2 separate regions of the Mus musculus genome follow, and region 2 is linked to region 1. The links are chromatin contacts, called in public HiChIP or PLAC-seq maps. All regions are on one chromosome and are shown on one strand. The core of a region is the stretch at or near the end of the contact, and the rest is flanking DNA. Distances in the headings are between cores, read along the strand shown.

The links. HiChIP or PLAC-seq counts read pairs in DNA pulled down with a chosen protein or histone mark.
Region 2: an HNF4G HiChIP or PLAC-seq map of pancreatic cancer cells shows a contact between it and region 1. The contact joins the promoter of Arhgef28 here to the enhancer-like site in region 1. A contact is called at or near these places in 4 of 39 promoter capture datasets (the 3T3-L1 cell line, macrophages, second pharyngeal arch cranial neural crest and 1 more), 2 of 484 Hi-C or Micro-C datasets (the N1E-115 cell line and nephron progenitors), 2 of 115 datasets of contacts at active chromatin or transcription factors (embryonic stem cells and pancreatic cancer cells) and 3 of 9 other capture datasets (adipose tissue, embryonic stem cells and pancreatic islet).

The regions. Positions count from the first base shown.
Region 1 is chr13:98,087,131-98,094,492 of GRCm38.p6, forward strand. The region is part of intron 2 of Arhgef28 (Rho guanine nucleotide exchange factor (GEF) 28); the gene reads right to left. Among named protein-coding and RNA genes, the nearest start is that of Gm34469, 81 kb to the right of the region's middle. Within about 2 kb of position 5,406, at least 20 of the 459 cell types and tissues checked have an H3K27ac peak or open chromatin away from gene starts, as enhancers often do. A contact at or near this core is called in adipose tissue and pancreatic cancer cells, where this site is marked.
Region 2 is chr13:98,202,603-98,209,061 of GRCm38.p6, forward strand. Arhgef28 (Rho guanine nucleotide exchange factor (GEF) 28) reads right to left here and starts at 3,563. Exons shown (of 36, transcript NM_012026.2): 1 at 3,471-3,563.

The DNA.
Region 1 (7,362 bases), core at 4,156-6,655:
GATGCAATTGCACAGCTTGCCCTTAAAGGCCTAAAAGCAGCAATCACCCACTTTGGGCAAAGTCCATATCTTTTAATTGTACCTTATACCGCTGCACAGGTTCAAACCTTGGCAGCCACATCTAATGATTGGGCAGTTTTAGTTACCTCCTTTTCAGGACAAATAGATAACCATTATCCAAAACATCCAATTTTACAGTTTGCCCAAAATCAATCTGTTGTTTTTCCACAAATAACAGTAAGAAACCCACTTAAAAATGGGATTGTGGTATATACTGATGGATCAAAAACTGGCATAGGTGCCTATGTGGCTAATGGTAGGGTGGTATCCAAACAATATAATGAAAATTCGCCTCAAGTGGTAGAATGTTTAGTGGTTTTAGAAGTTTTAAAAACCTTTTTAGAACCCCTTAATATTGTGTCAGATTCCTGTTATGTGGTTAATGCAGTAAATCTTTTAGAAGTGGCTGGAGTGATTAAGCCTTCCAGTAGAGTTGCCAATATTTTTCAGCAGATACAATTAGTTTTGTTATCTAGAAGATTTCCTGTTTATATTACTCATGTTAGAGCCCATTCAGGCCTACCTGGCCCCATGGCTCTGGGAAATGATTTGGCAGATAAGGCCACTAAAGTGGTGGCTGCTGCCCTATCATCCCCGGTAGAGGCTGCAAGAAATTTTCATAACAATTTTCATGTGACGGCTGAAACATTACGCAGTCGTTTCTCCTTGACAAGAAAAGAAGCCCGTGACATTGTTACTCAATGTCAAAGCTGCTGTGAGTTCTTGCCAGTTCCTCATGTGGGAATTAACCCACGTGGTATTCGACCTCTACAGGTCTGGCAAATGGATGTTACACATGTTTCTTCCTTTGGAAAACTTCAATATCTCCATGTGTCCATTGACACATGTTCTGGCATCATGTTTGCTTCTCCGTTAACCGGAGAAAAAGCCTCACATGTGATTCAACATTGCCTTGAGGCATGGAGTGCTTGGGGGAAACCCAAACTCCTTAAGACTGATAATGGACCAGCTTATACGTCTCAAAAATTCCAACAGTTCTGCCGTCAGATGGACGTAACCCACCTGACTGGACTTCCATACAACCCTCAAGGACAGGATATTGTTGAGCGTGCGCATCGCACCCTCAAAGCCTATCTTATAAAACAGAAGAGGGGAACTTTTGAGGAGACTGTACCCCGAGCACCAAGAGTGTCTGTGTCTATGGCACTCTTTACACTCAATTTTTAAAATATTGATGCTCATGGCCATACTGCAGCTGAACGTCATTGTACAGAGCCAGATAGGCCCAATGAGATGGTTAAATGGAAAAATGTCCTTGATAATAAATGGTATGGCCCGGATCCTATTTTGATAAGATCCAGGGGAGCTATCTGTGTTTTCCCACAGAATGAAGACAACCCATTTTGGATACCAGAAAGACTCACCCGAAAAATCCAGACTGACCAAGGGAATACTGATGTCCCTCGTCTTGGTGATGTCCAGGGCGTCAATAATAAAGAGAGAGCAGCGTTGGGGGATAATGTCGATATTTCCACTCCCAATGACGGTGATGTATAATGCTCAAGTATTCTCCTGCTTTTTTACCACTAACTAGGAACTGGGTTTAGCCTTGATTCAGACAGCCTTGGCTCTGTCTGGACAGGTCCAGACAACTGACACCATTAACACTTTGTCAGCCTCAGTGACTACAGTCATAGATGAACAGGCCTCAGCTAATGTCAAGATACAGAGAGGTCTCATGCTGGTTAATCAACTCATAGATCTTGTCCAGATACAACTAGATGTATTATGGCAAATAGCTCAGCTGGGGTGTAAACAAAAGTTTCCGAGATTGTGTGTTACTTCCATTCAGTATGAGAAATTTACTAGGACAGCTAATTTGTCAAAAAGTCTTTTTCAGTATATGTTACAGAATTGGACGGCTGAATTTGAACAGATCCTTCGGGAATTGAGACTTCAGGTCAACTCCACGCGCTTGGACCTGTCCCTGACCAAAAGATTACCCAATTGGATCTCCTCAGCATTTTCTTTCTTTAAAGAATGGGTGGGATTGATATTATTTGGAGATACACTTTGCTGTGGATTAGTGTTGCTTCTTTGGTTGGTCTGTAAGCTTAAGGCCTAAACTAGGAGAGACAAGGTGGTTATTGCCCAGGCGCTTGCAGCTCTAGAACATGGTGCTCCCCCTGATATATGGTTATCTATGCTTAGGCAATAGGTCGCTGGCCACTCAGCTCTTACATCTCACGAGGCTAGTCTCATTGCACGAGATAGAGTGAGTGTGCTTCAGCAGCCCGAGAGAGTTGCACGGCTAAGCACTGCAGTAGAAAGGCTCTGCGGCATATATGAGCCTATTCTAGGGAGACATGTCATCTTTCAAGAAGGTTGAGTGTCCAAGTGTCCTTCTCTCCAGGCAAAACGACACGGGAGCAGGTCAGGGTTGCTCTGGGTAAAAGCCTGTGAGCCTAAGAGCTAATCCTGTACATGGCTCCTTTACCTACACACTGGGGATTTGACCTCTATCTCCACTCTCATTAATATGGGTGGCCTATTTGCTCTTATTAAAAGGAAAGGGGGAGATGTTGGGAGCCGCCCCCACATTCGCCGTCACAAGATGGCGCTGACATCCTGTGTTCTAAGTGGTAAACAAATAATCTGCGCATGTGCCAAGGGTATTTTATGACTACTTGTACTCTGCCTTTCCCGTGAACGTCAGCTCGGCCATGGGCTGCAGCCAATCAGGGAGTGATGCGTCCTAGGCGAAATATAACGCTCCTAAAAAAGGGGACGGGTTTCCGCCATTTCTCTCTCGCTGGCATCTCTCTGGCTCTGCGCGCCCTGCGCTCGCTCGCTGCCTAAAGATGTAAACAATAGAGCGCGCGCGCCGGAGCTCTGGCTCCTAAAGATGTAATAGAAGGGGCTTTTCGCTTTTGGGGCTGGGGGTTTTTGCACTCCTGCTCCTGAAGATGTAAGCAATAAAGTTTTGCCGCAGAAGATTCTGGTCTGTTGTGTTCTTCCTGGCCGGGCGTGAGAACGCTATTAAGACACACACACACGTACACTCACACTCACACACACACATACACTCACACTCACACACACACACACACATACACACATGCACACACATACACTCACACTCATTACAATTAGAAAGTGTTTCTTGATGGTCCATCCTTTCGTCTTAGCTCCAAACTTTGTCTCTGTAACTCCTTCCATGGGTATTTTATTCCCTGTTCTAGGGAGGAATGAAGTATCCAGGAGTTGGCCTTCCTTCTTCTTGATTTTCTTGTGTTTTGCAAATTGTATCTTGGGTATCCTAGGTTTCTGGGCTAATATCCACTTATCAGTGAGTGCATATCAAGTGACTTCTTTTGTGATTGGTTTACCTCACTCAGGATGATATCCTCCAGATCCATCCATTTGCCTAAGAAGTTCATAAATTCATTGTTTTTAATAGCTGAGTAGTACTCCATCGTGTAAATGTACCACATTTTCTGTATCCATTCCTCTGTTGAGGGACAGAGGGTTCTTTGTTCTGGGTTCTTTCCAGCTTCTGGCTATTATAAATAAGGCTGCTATGAACATAGTGGAGCATGTGTCCTTCTTACCAGTTAGATCATCTTCTGGGCATATGCCCAGGAGAGGTATGGCTGGATCTTCCGGTAGTACTATGTCCAGTTTTCTGAGGAGCCGCCAGACTGATTTCCAGAGTGGTTGTACAAGTTTGCAATCCCACCAACAATGGAGGAGTGTTCCTCTTTCTCCACATCCTCACCAGCATCTGCTGTCACCTGAATTTTTAATCCTAGCCATTCTGACTGGAGTGAGGGGGAATCATCCCATAATCAGCTACCAAACGCAGACACCATTGCATATGCCTGTAAGATTTTGCTGAAAGGACCTTGATATAGCTCTCTTGTGAGGCTATGCCAGTGCCTGGCAAACACAGAACTGGATGCTCACAGTCAGCTATTGGATGGAACACAGGGCCCCCAATAGAGGAGCTAGAGAAAGTACCCAAGGAGCTGAAGGAATCTGCAACCCTATAGATGGAACAACAATATTAACTAACCAGTACCCCCAGAACTCATGTCTCTAGCTGCATGTGTAGCAGAAGAAGGCCTAGTCAGCCATCACTGGGAAGAGAGGCCCCTTGGTCTTGCAAACTTTATATGCCCCAGTACAGGGGAATGCCAGGGCCAAGAAGTGGGAGTGAGTGGGTAGGGGAGCAGGACAGGGGGAGGGTATAGGGGACTTTCGGGATAGCATTTGAAATGTAAATTAAGAAAATATCTAATAAAAAATAAAAACAAAAAAAGAAAGTGTTTCTTTATGTACTTTCTCATTTCATTCTACAGGAACAGCTATAAAGGACTGCTATGATCCTCATTTCTAAAGGAAAACACTGAAAAGATCAGTCTACCGACCAACCCCAAGACCCCAGCCGCCCTTTTCCTTTATCAGCAAATACCCAACTGCTTAGTAACGTGACTATAGTTTCCCATCTAAACCCCTTGATAAGAGGTTTCTAGTCTTAAAATCCATAGGCATATTCCACTCAACATTTATTTTAGACTCAGAATACAAAACTTCTCATCATGGAATCCATGGGTGGGGGTAGTGTTCCTTTATCTCCCTGATGCTCCATGTGACGTGGACATTTATGTAAGAATAATGAGTCAGAGACCCTTAGAAGGTAATAGAAGGTACACATGATCCAAACACGTTTAGAAACACTGAACTAAAGCATGTTTAAAGACATCTCATTTTTTTATATAGTATAAAATATCAGGATTATTTAAGCTTAGCACCCAACAAAATTAATGTCAACACAGATTGGCTAAAATGGAGCGAGATATGAGAATATCTTTTTTTTTTAATGAAGGCTGATTTATAGGCCAAAAACCTTACAAACCACCTTACAGCAGCTGCCTTTGGGGTAGGCATAATTTCCACCTTGAGAGAGGAGGAGATGGACAGAAATAAGCCAACTTTCAGCACGGAGGGACCTGGGGGAGGGGGTGAGCTGAAAGGTCCTTCTTTGGGACATCAGAGCTGGGTAGAAATGGTAAGGACCAAAGTGACAGACACCACCACACAGTGAAACAAGATGTACCTAAAGTTCCACGTGTAACAGAAATATTATGTAAAATAAAACTGAAATTTAAAAAGTAATTATTTATCAACAAAAATAATAACCATAAATTACAGGTGTATGTTATATCCAGGAAGTGAGCCATTATTCAAAGTTGTACGATAAACTCAGCACATCAGGAAAGATAAACATGCAAACCAAAAGATCATTATGACCTTCATTCCTAATGGACCGATGGGCCGCTCTATAACTGAAACGACCTTTGTTTCTCTAACAGCAAAAGCAAATAAAGACTCATTCAAGGTAGACTCTGTAAGACCACAGCAGTCCCTGCCCTACATCTCTCCCGCTCTGGAGCTGGGGATCCAACCCAAGGCCTCGTGAATACTAGATAAATGTTCTACCACAACCCGAGCAAGCTTTTACAAGCACCTCAGTTCGGTTAATTTCCAAATTATTAACATAAAGATTGCATAATAAGCACAGAGTCATTAGCTGTTGAACACAAATACCCGACCCTTACAGCAGATGGTATTGGGAAATACGCTGGGTTGTGTGTGAGAGAACAGAAATTATTATCTCCGCTCCCAGATGGACACAGCAGTACACACTTGTAAACCCAGTGCCCAGAAGGCTGAAGCAGGAGAATTGCTCTTAATTTGAGTCTAGCCTGTGTTGTGTAGTGAATTCAAAGCCAGGTTGGAATACATAGTGGGGGCGGGGGGTGGGGAGGGAGAGAGAGAGAGAGAGAGAGAGAGAGAGTCACCATTTCTATTTCTGTATTCTTTTTCTCTTGGTATCAAAATAATCAATCATATTAAATGCTGTTTAACAACTGGACACAGGAATCATAGGATGGGAATTCGGTTAGTAATTTTTTATCATGAGTCAGTCTAGAAAGATACAAAATGTCAATACTGGAGAAATCTAGTAATTGCCCTAGGACCGAGTACAGTCCAGCTGTCCAGCTAGCTCTACCCTGCCAGACACACCTAGTCCATGGACTCTTTCAGTATAAAAACCAAATGAAATGGGCCATGTGTTTAGAGGAAAGTGACAAAGATGCCAAAGCGATGCAAAAGGCATGTTGTCAGAGGAAAACAATTGGAGGAACTGGAGCTGTTTTGTCAAAGGAGCAGACTGGTGGGTAAACAGTCACACTGCAAATGCCTGAGGGTCCACCACACTGACAAGGGATCCGATGTGTCCTGCGGGCCCCTGGGGAGAACCCAGAACAATGAAGGGAAAGGCTAGGGACAGAGTTCAGCTCTGTGAGAGTATTGTGAGGACCAGAGATGAACAGAGCAGTCAGGCTTCGAAGAAGGGGAATAAACACTACCAGAGACAGGGTGTGTTTGTGGCTGTTGTTATTTTTCTGTTTGGCTTATCTGTGCACGCCACAAGTCAATGGTGCTAAACCATACCCAGTCCCGAGAGCCCAGCGCCCGTGCCATCTGCTGCAGGAGTATGAATTGTCTCCCCGGGAAGCAGCGAGCACCTTCTATCCCTATCCGTTCCTCCCGTGCTTTTTGTGTAATGCTTAACTCAGTCATGTTCAGTAGACTAGAGACTCTCAAACTGAAGTCAATGGAACCCTGAGGTTCTAAAGAAAGGATATTGGGAATTTACAAACACACCATTCACGTTTCATCATGGATATGCATTTTTTTTATTCATTTTAGAATTAAATCTTAAAGGACTGCTATTTGCTTTAGTGGGTTTTATTAACCAAATTATACGATCCTGGAGAGGCTCCAAACTGCCAGCCTCTGACGCATGTAATGAATTTAAACTCAAAGAATAAAACCATAATTGTAAATTCTTTTATGGTTCATATTTTGAACTTCCCTGTAGTGCTCTGGGAAAAATATTTCTCCTGTAAAGTTTCCATGTAATCTCTTTTGGGTCTTTAAGATCCCTCTGACTCTAAGTCCAGACCCTCTGCTTCCTAATGGAAGAAAACATGCTATCAGTGACAAAAGTCACCAACAGTCTAAGGAAATATTTCCCCATACCCTTTTTATAATTGGCTTAAATGCCTTGGTAGCTAACACACAGCAAAAATAGTTACCACACTATGAGGTTGCACACTTTGGAAGTCATTTTAGACCCACACAGACAAGCAACCACACGCTGTAATTATTTAACATCTGAGGACTGTGGGTTTATGCTAAATCAAATGCTGCCAGATGTTCAGGATAGGTCAGCTGACAGCTTTCTACATGCCAAACCTAAACCAAGAT
Region 2 (6,459 bases), core at 2,313-4,812, 110 kb after region 1:
GGTTTTAAATTTTTATTATGTGTTCATTTGTTTTGGGCATTTCTACGCTTTGGTTCAGGTGTGGAGGTCAGAGGACAACTTTCAGGAATCTCTTTCCACCATATGGATTCTGAGGATCAAACTCAAATTGTCTGGCTCAGGAGCAAGGGCCTTTAACCCTCTAAGCCACCTTGCCAGCCCTTGATTAGCTATCTGTTAAGGAAATGTCTGGATACCTGTTTGGTGGGACTACAGAAAGCATGCTACCTGCATTTCAAGTACATATTTTTCTCATGCTCAGTAGTCATAAGAAGCCAGCTCCTTGGCAAAGGTAGAATGTGACTCACCTGAGGGCTTGGTTCCTGCCTGCTTTGGTGCCTCCCCTAACACACACACACACACACACACACACACACACACACACACACACACACACACATCTGCTCTTCAAGGAACATCACTTTTATATTAACTTTCTACTAAAATCAAATTTCAAATGATTAATAACTGAAACAAGAGACGGAACCTCTAAAGATCAGCAAAATGTATTTTTGATAAACATATTCAAAACCGACATCACTGGAATAAATACGCAACATTCAATTATTTTTTTTCACTTTCCCTCTTATTAAAGAAATGATGTCAAATCCCATTATCTTGTTTACCCAGGAGAAGAAATCCAGGAGCAATAACAGCTCAAATAAGCAAATTACAACTGTATCTAAGATCAAATTTCTGGGGAAAATGGGAGCACATTAAGATGTATGGCCTCACACAGGCTCATTTCCCCAGCCAGATGCCTTGATTGTGGTGCAGGCAAAAATCCATTCTGAAAGCAGGACCAATCCTAAAAACACAAAAGTGACAGAAGTGTCTCTCTGTGCCTGAAGTCACCCACCCAGGGGATTAAGGCAAAGAGCAGCATGGAGCACACAGCAATTCCTCTGATTTGTTGAAGGAATGAAAACTGAAGAAACTTTTCACAGAATGAGAAGCATGCAGGAGAAATTTTCAAAATGTCCGATTAAGTTTAGACAATATAGTTTCAATACCATTATAACGACAGTTGTCACCAGGGCTGGATGAAATTACAGAGTATAATCTGCTCCAGGCAAAAACCTCTCCTGGTAAGCAAGAAAAATATCTCTAAGCTCAGCTTTACCAAAGCAGGAGATTCAAACCCAAGCCTTTGGGGTGGTGTCATGTTTCCAATACAGTTGTAACATGACAAAATTCCCTGAGTTTCTGGGCTTCAAATCTACTACTGTTTTTAATTTAGTCCAGCATGACCCCACTCTTGATACTAAATCTGACCTGAAGTCACAGGGACAAGCCCGGAGCTTCTTTTTCCCACTGAAAGTAACACAAGTGCAACTTCAGTGAAACCAAACCTACACAGACCAGAGCTGTCTCAATAATACCCCAAACCCAGGGCATTCAGGCAGAATAAAATGACAGCCCCCTGGGACTGTGGGAGACATGCAGGCTCTATTTGGCTCTCTCCTAACCATTTACCAGCAAAGAAGAGGGTTCCAACATTTACACTGTTCATCTTTTTTCTTTAAGAATCAAGACTTGATCACAAACTCTGGCAGAACTTGGTTAAGAGCCTAAGTACCGATTTTATATCAAATACTTCATCTTCAATAGTATAGTTGGCCACTAATACCCACTTGTTATTTTTTTTTTCCTCTTCTCACATGGCATACAAGGGAAAGAGAGTCACATGTATCAAACACATATGAAATTCCTGCCCAGTGGAAATCTTAGCCACAAGAATGGTTCCTTATGAGAACACAATAAGAAAATATTTCAGAATTTTCCAAATTATATATATATATTGAAACCCTAACAGGGCTAATGAGATATCACAGAACCTTCGTCGCCGACTCTGATTTCCTTCTGTACCTTTAAGTGTTTCTTAACCGCTTAGAGGCAGACGGTACTTCAGAGGAAAGTCCCTCCAACACACCTGTTAGACAAACTGCTGGCCATTGGCCTGGCTGTGCCGCCCTGATAAGGGAAAAAACAGTCCAAAGCAGAGCAAACACTGATTCTCTGTTCTCCAGTCTCATGTCACATTAGCCGGGACACGCCCCAGAGTCCCTTACCCAAGAACTAGTTCTGTGCCTCAGTTTCCCAAACCACAAAGTATCAAGTATGATGCTATCCAAGTTCTATAATCAAAAATAATTATGCATAATCACTATAAAGTCTGCATCGGAATATCACTTTGAAATGCTACAACCTCTCCAAAAGGCATCTGCAATGTTCTCTTCCTTCAAACACTCCAAAGGAGTTAGCGCTACTATTCATCAAGATTAGACAAACACCTATTTGTTTTAACATTCACATAAAAACTCAAAATAGAGCTATGGAAAGCTTCCCAGGAAAGGTTATCAGAGCTTGAATTATCGTGTTCAAAGTGGTTTCCACAGAGCCTAACTAGGGCAAGCCTTTGATTTTGTTTGTGTTGTTGAGAATAGAATTTCATTTTACTGAGACAGCTTCAGGGTCTAGGAACACGAGAGGGCAAAGTACAGAAAAGCAGTGTGTCCGTTCTTTATAACTGTAATTCTTGACTGCTTGGTGCAGAATCGAGTGCTCAATCTCTACAACTTGGAGTGTGTAGAGGCTGGCACTTGAGCAGGGGTCAGGGAGTCAGATGCTAGCAAACACAGATGTTACCCTTCCCCTGGGCCCACCCAGCTGCAACCAATAGGCAGGCTCTGTGGGCTCCTAAAGTAGTCTCCCTTAGAAACCTAACTGGTGTCTGGGAAACCAGAGCTGGGTTTCCTGGGTGGTCTGAACACCCAGCGTTCACAGAGCTCACAGCAAGCGAGAACGCCTTCTCCACCTGTGACCCCTACCACCCACAACCGAGTATTCCAGAGAAACTCATGGCACAAGCGCACGGATTCCCACCCAATGCTAAAAGCCCCTCCCAAACAAGATGACCATAGATGCTTTTATAAACTCAGCAAACGTTTCCACAAGAAATAAATGTCCTGAACTTGAGACTGACCAGCAGTCTGGGGTACATCCCACACACACACCAAGCATATAGGTGAAGCTGGCCAGAAACACAGATGGGAAGAGGAGAACCAGGCTCTCGAGGTTCACCCTTCTCCAGCCGCCTGCCTCTGATTTCCATCGCTTGCAACTAGCTTTGGTTGAGCTCCGTCACCCTCTGCCCCCTCCCACCCCGCTTGCCCGAGAGGGTGAGGGGTGGCCGCTGCCTCCCGTTTGCGCTTCACAGCTGCTGCCTCCGACCCGGCAGCGCCATGCACTTGTTGCCATCCCCAGGTACCAGGAGGCGGCGCCCATTCCTCGGGCTGCCCAGCCGACAGAGTGCAGCCTTTCACCACCTCTGCAGACCCCTGCGTCCTCGGGGACCCTAGAGAAACTTTGTCCCCTGAGAACTCCGGTGGGCAAACTTCGCCCAGGGCTGCGGGGAGACAAGAGGGATGGCTCCCGTAATCCGCCTTTACCTGGAGCTGTGGCTCGGGAACGCCAGGAGCCCTGGCCAGGCGCTGTCCCCGAGGCCTGCCGAGGGCGACCCGCCGGCCAGCGTCGCCCGGAGCGGGGAAGCCGGTCCCCAGCTGCCCACGCCCCTCCGCTCCGCTGGCCGCACCGAGGGGCGGAGCCGCAGCTCCCCCCACCCCACCCCACCCCCGCTCGCCCGCCCGCCGCGCCCACAGCTGGGGCCACCCCCTGCGCCCCCTGGTCCCCGCCTGCCCACCTCTGGCCAGCCGGGCTCGTCGCCGCCTCATCACATGGCCGCGCCCGCCACCAGCTCCAGGAGGAAACCTGAAGCTGCTGCGGCTCCGCCGCCCCCTCCCTTCGCGGGGCGGCGGCCGGTCGCCTCGGCTTTCCTCCGGCGGCGGGCACGGAGCGGGACCTGCTGGGCCAGGGCAGGGTTGCACCCTAGCGGCGGCGGCGCCCGCTCGCCCCGGGGGCCTCCACGCCCTAGTGGCGCCGGAGGAAGGAGCTGGCCGGTCGGCTCCTAAAGGGAGCCGTGCCAGGCCAGAGGGAGGCTCGGGTTGTCCTCAGCTCAAAGCCACCACACCCGGGACATAATAGTGCCCGGGTCTGTTACAATAGGAAGTACTATTTTAAAACAGCCGACTCCCTCTAATTCATGAGGATGATGGAGGTTCCTCTGGCCCAAAGCTTTGCAGGCTCGATTCCCTATGCGTTTATGCAAACAGGTGCCTAAACGGCACCAACATTTGTTTGTTTGTTTTTGAGAAAGCCATAGCCACTTTTACAACACCTAACAATGTGAAAGGACCCCTTGGATCTTAAAGCACTGAGGCACTTAGCACTGAGTTGTCCCGAGTGAAAAGTCTCGCCATTGTACAGCTTACTATAAAATAAGCTTAAGATGATTATTCCAGCTTTAAAGATAAAATTAAGCGTCTACTTTTCTAAGTTCCTTTAATATTACCTTTATTTTTCTCAAGAAGACAGACCGACTACATGGACAGGAGAGATGTGTTGGCCCGTCCCAAACCATCACTGCCAGATGCCCTGGGCCACCCTCCTAACATACCTGTTTAACCAGAGCCTAAAGAATGGCAGGATGGCAAAAAAAAACCAAAAAAACAAAAAACAAATCAAACAAAAACAAAAAAACAAAACCCAGGGTCTGAGGTCTTTAGCCCTGTCTTAGGGCAAACGCTGCCCTTCCTTCTTTATAAAGGACCTGACATTGGCCTTGCAGTATTGACACTTGTATTCATATCCTCTGATGTCACACTGCAGAACCTTAGGTCCCAAAGAAGAGTGTTCTCCACTGAAGAACTACGAAGTCCCGAAGATAAAAAATAAAAGCAATAACACTTTTCTCGAACATCAATATTTTCAATGTGAAAAAGTCAACTGGAGATTGGCTGAATCAACACACCACACACAAGTAGTTTTCAAGCCTGTTAGCGGAAAAGTTTGTAAAAGAAGCCTTTGTTGATCCCTCTGTTGCTGTTGTTCTTTTGTTTCTTTTTCTTCTTCTTCTTCTTCTTCTTCTTCTTCTTCTTCTTCTTCTTCTTCTTTAGTTGATTCTGTCATATACAGCTTGAGAGAGGCAAGGAATTGTGGGAAGAGGAACAGGTATTGTAAGACATTAGCCCAAGGCTCTCTTCCACACGAAAAAGAAGCAAACGGAGGGAGACTGTCCCTAATGCTCTCAGCATGATTGTAGAGGACATGTAATCCCACCGGCTGCAGTTTTCTTGCTCTCTCTCAGGCACTGAGCGTGATCAATATTTAAATAAGTACTTGGCTTTCAACTTCTCTAGGTTCAAACTCTAAGCCACATGCTCCGCCAACCTTGAGAGAAGCAGTAACTGCCTGAGGCAGAAAGCTATCCCTGTGTAAATAGCCGTTTGCATCTGCTTGTCTATTCTGCAGATACAGGTCGCTCAGGACACACTGGGACTGAGCTAGGCTGGAAATGCATGTGTTTAAAATTCAAGCTCTCCTGTTCTTAGGTCACAGACCAGAAACATTCAGCCAGGAAGCTAGCAGGTGGGTAATTCCACTGGCATCGGCCCAGCTTTCCCATGAGTCCTCCGCAGTTTCCCAGTTCATCTGGAGGTCCAACCTCTATTCATCTTTAGCCTTTATTTGACACAGGTTCTTCCCTAAGTCCCTTCTCCACTGTTATGCCTTCTTCCACACTCTGACCTTTGTCTTATCACACAGCACAGCACCTGCCTATACTTGCTGTCATACGAAGGACTATTAAAATTCTTACTCTGTCTTCAATTTGCCCTTTCGAGGACAAAGACTGCTGCTTCCCTGGTGATCTCCAGTCCTGGCCCAGAGCACCTGGGGAATATTGCATGTTAGTTATTTTTTTTAAATCAGTGATGCAGTATGGGAACTGTCGGTCACTATTTGCAAACATTGGTGGGTTAAAATTAGTTCCAGTTCCACTACCACCTAATATTTCCTTACACTTTATTTCCTTTACTAATAATTTTGAGAGCATGTCTGGGAATAGGCCATGAGTCTAAAATGACCAACCAATACACTGTTCTTAGCATGTTTCATTGCCTAAAATGAAAACTTGCTATGGGAAGGTGGCCAGTTTGTCAGAGAACGGAGAGAACCCCAGAATTAGAAATAGGATGACCTTGGGCACGTCCAATCTCTCTAAGCCTTCATTTCTTTACCTGTAAAATGAGACTGGTGTCTGCAATCACCGTGAAAGAAAAAAGGCCTGACAGTGAATGCAGAATAAAATGGCAAGGACTCGTGAAATCGTGGTTAGCAATATTTTAGAGTACAGAATATTAGAACATTTCTTTTCTTAAAATATTTATTTAGTTTTTAATTGAGTGAATGTGTGCCGTATGGGGCTGGGGAGGGGGGTTGTCTGTGCACTTGGGGATGCAGTACCTGCAGAAGTCAGAAGAGGGCTGCATAGCCCCTGGAGCTGCAGTTACAGGTGGTCGTGAGCCAGCTGGTGTGGATTCT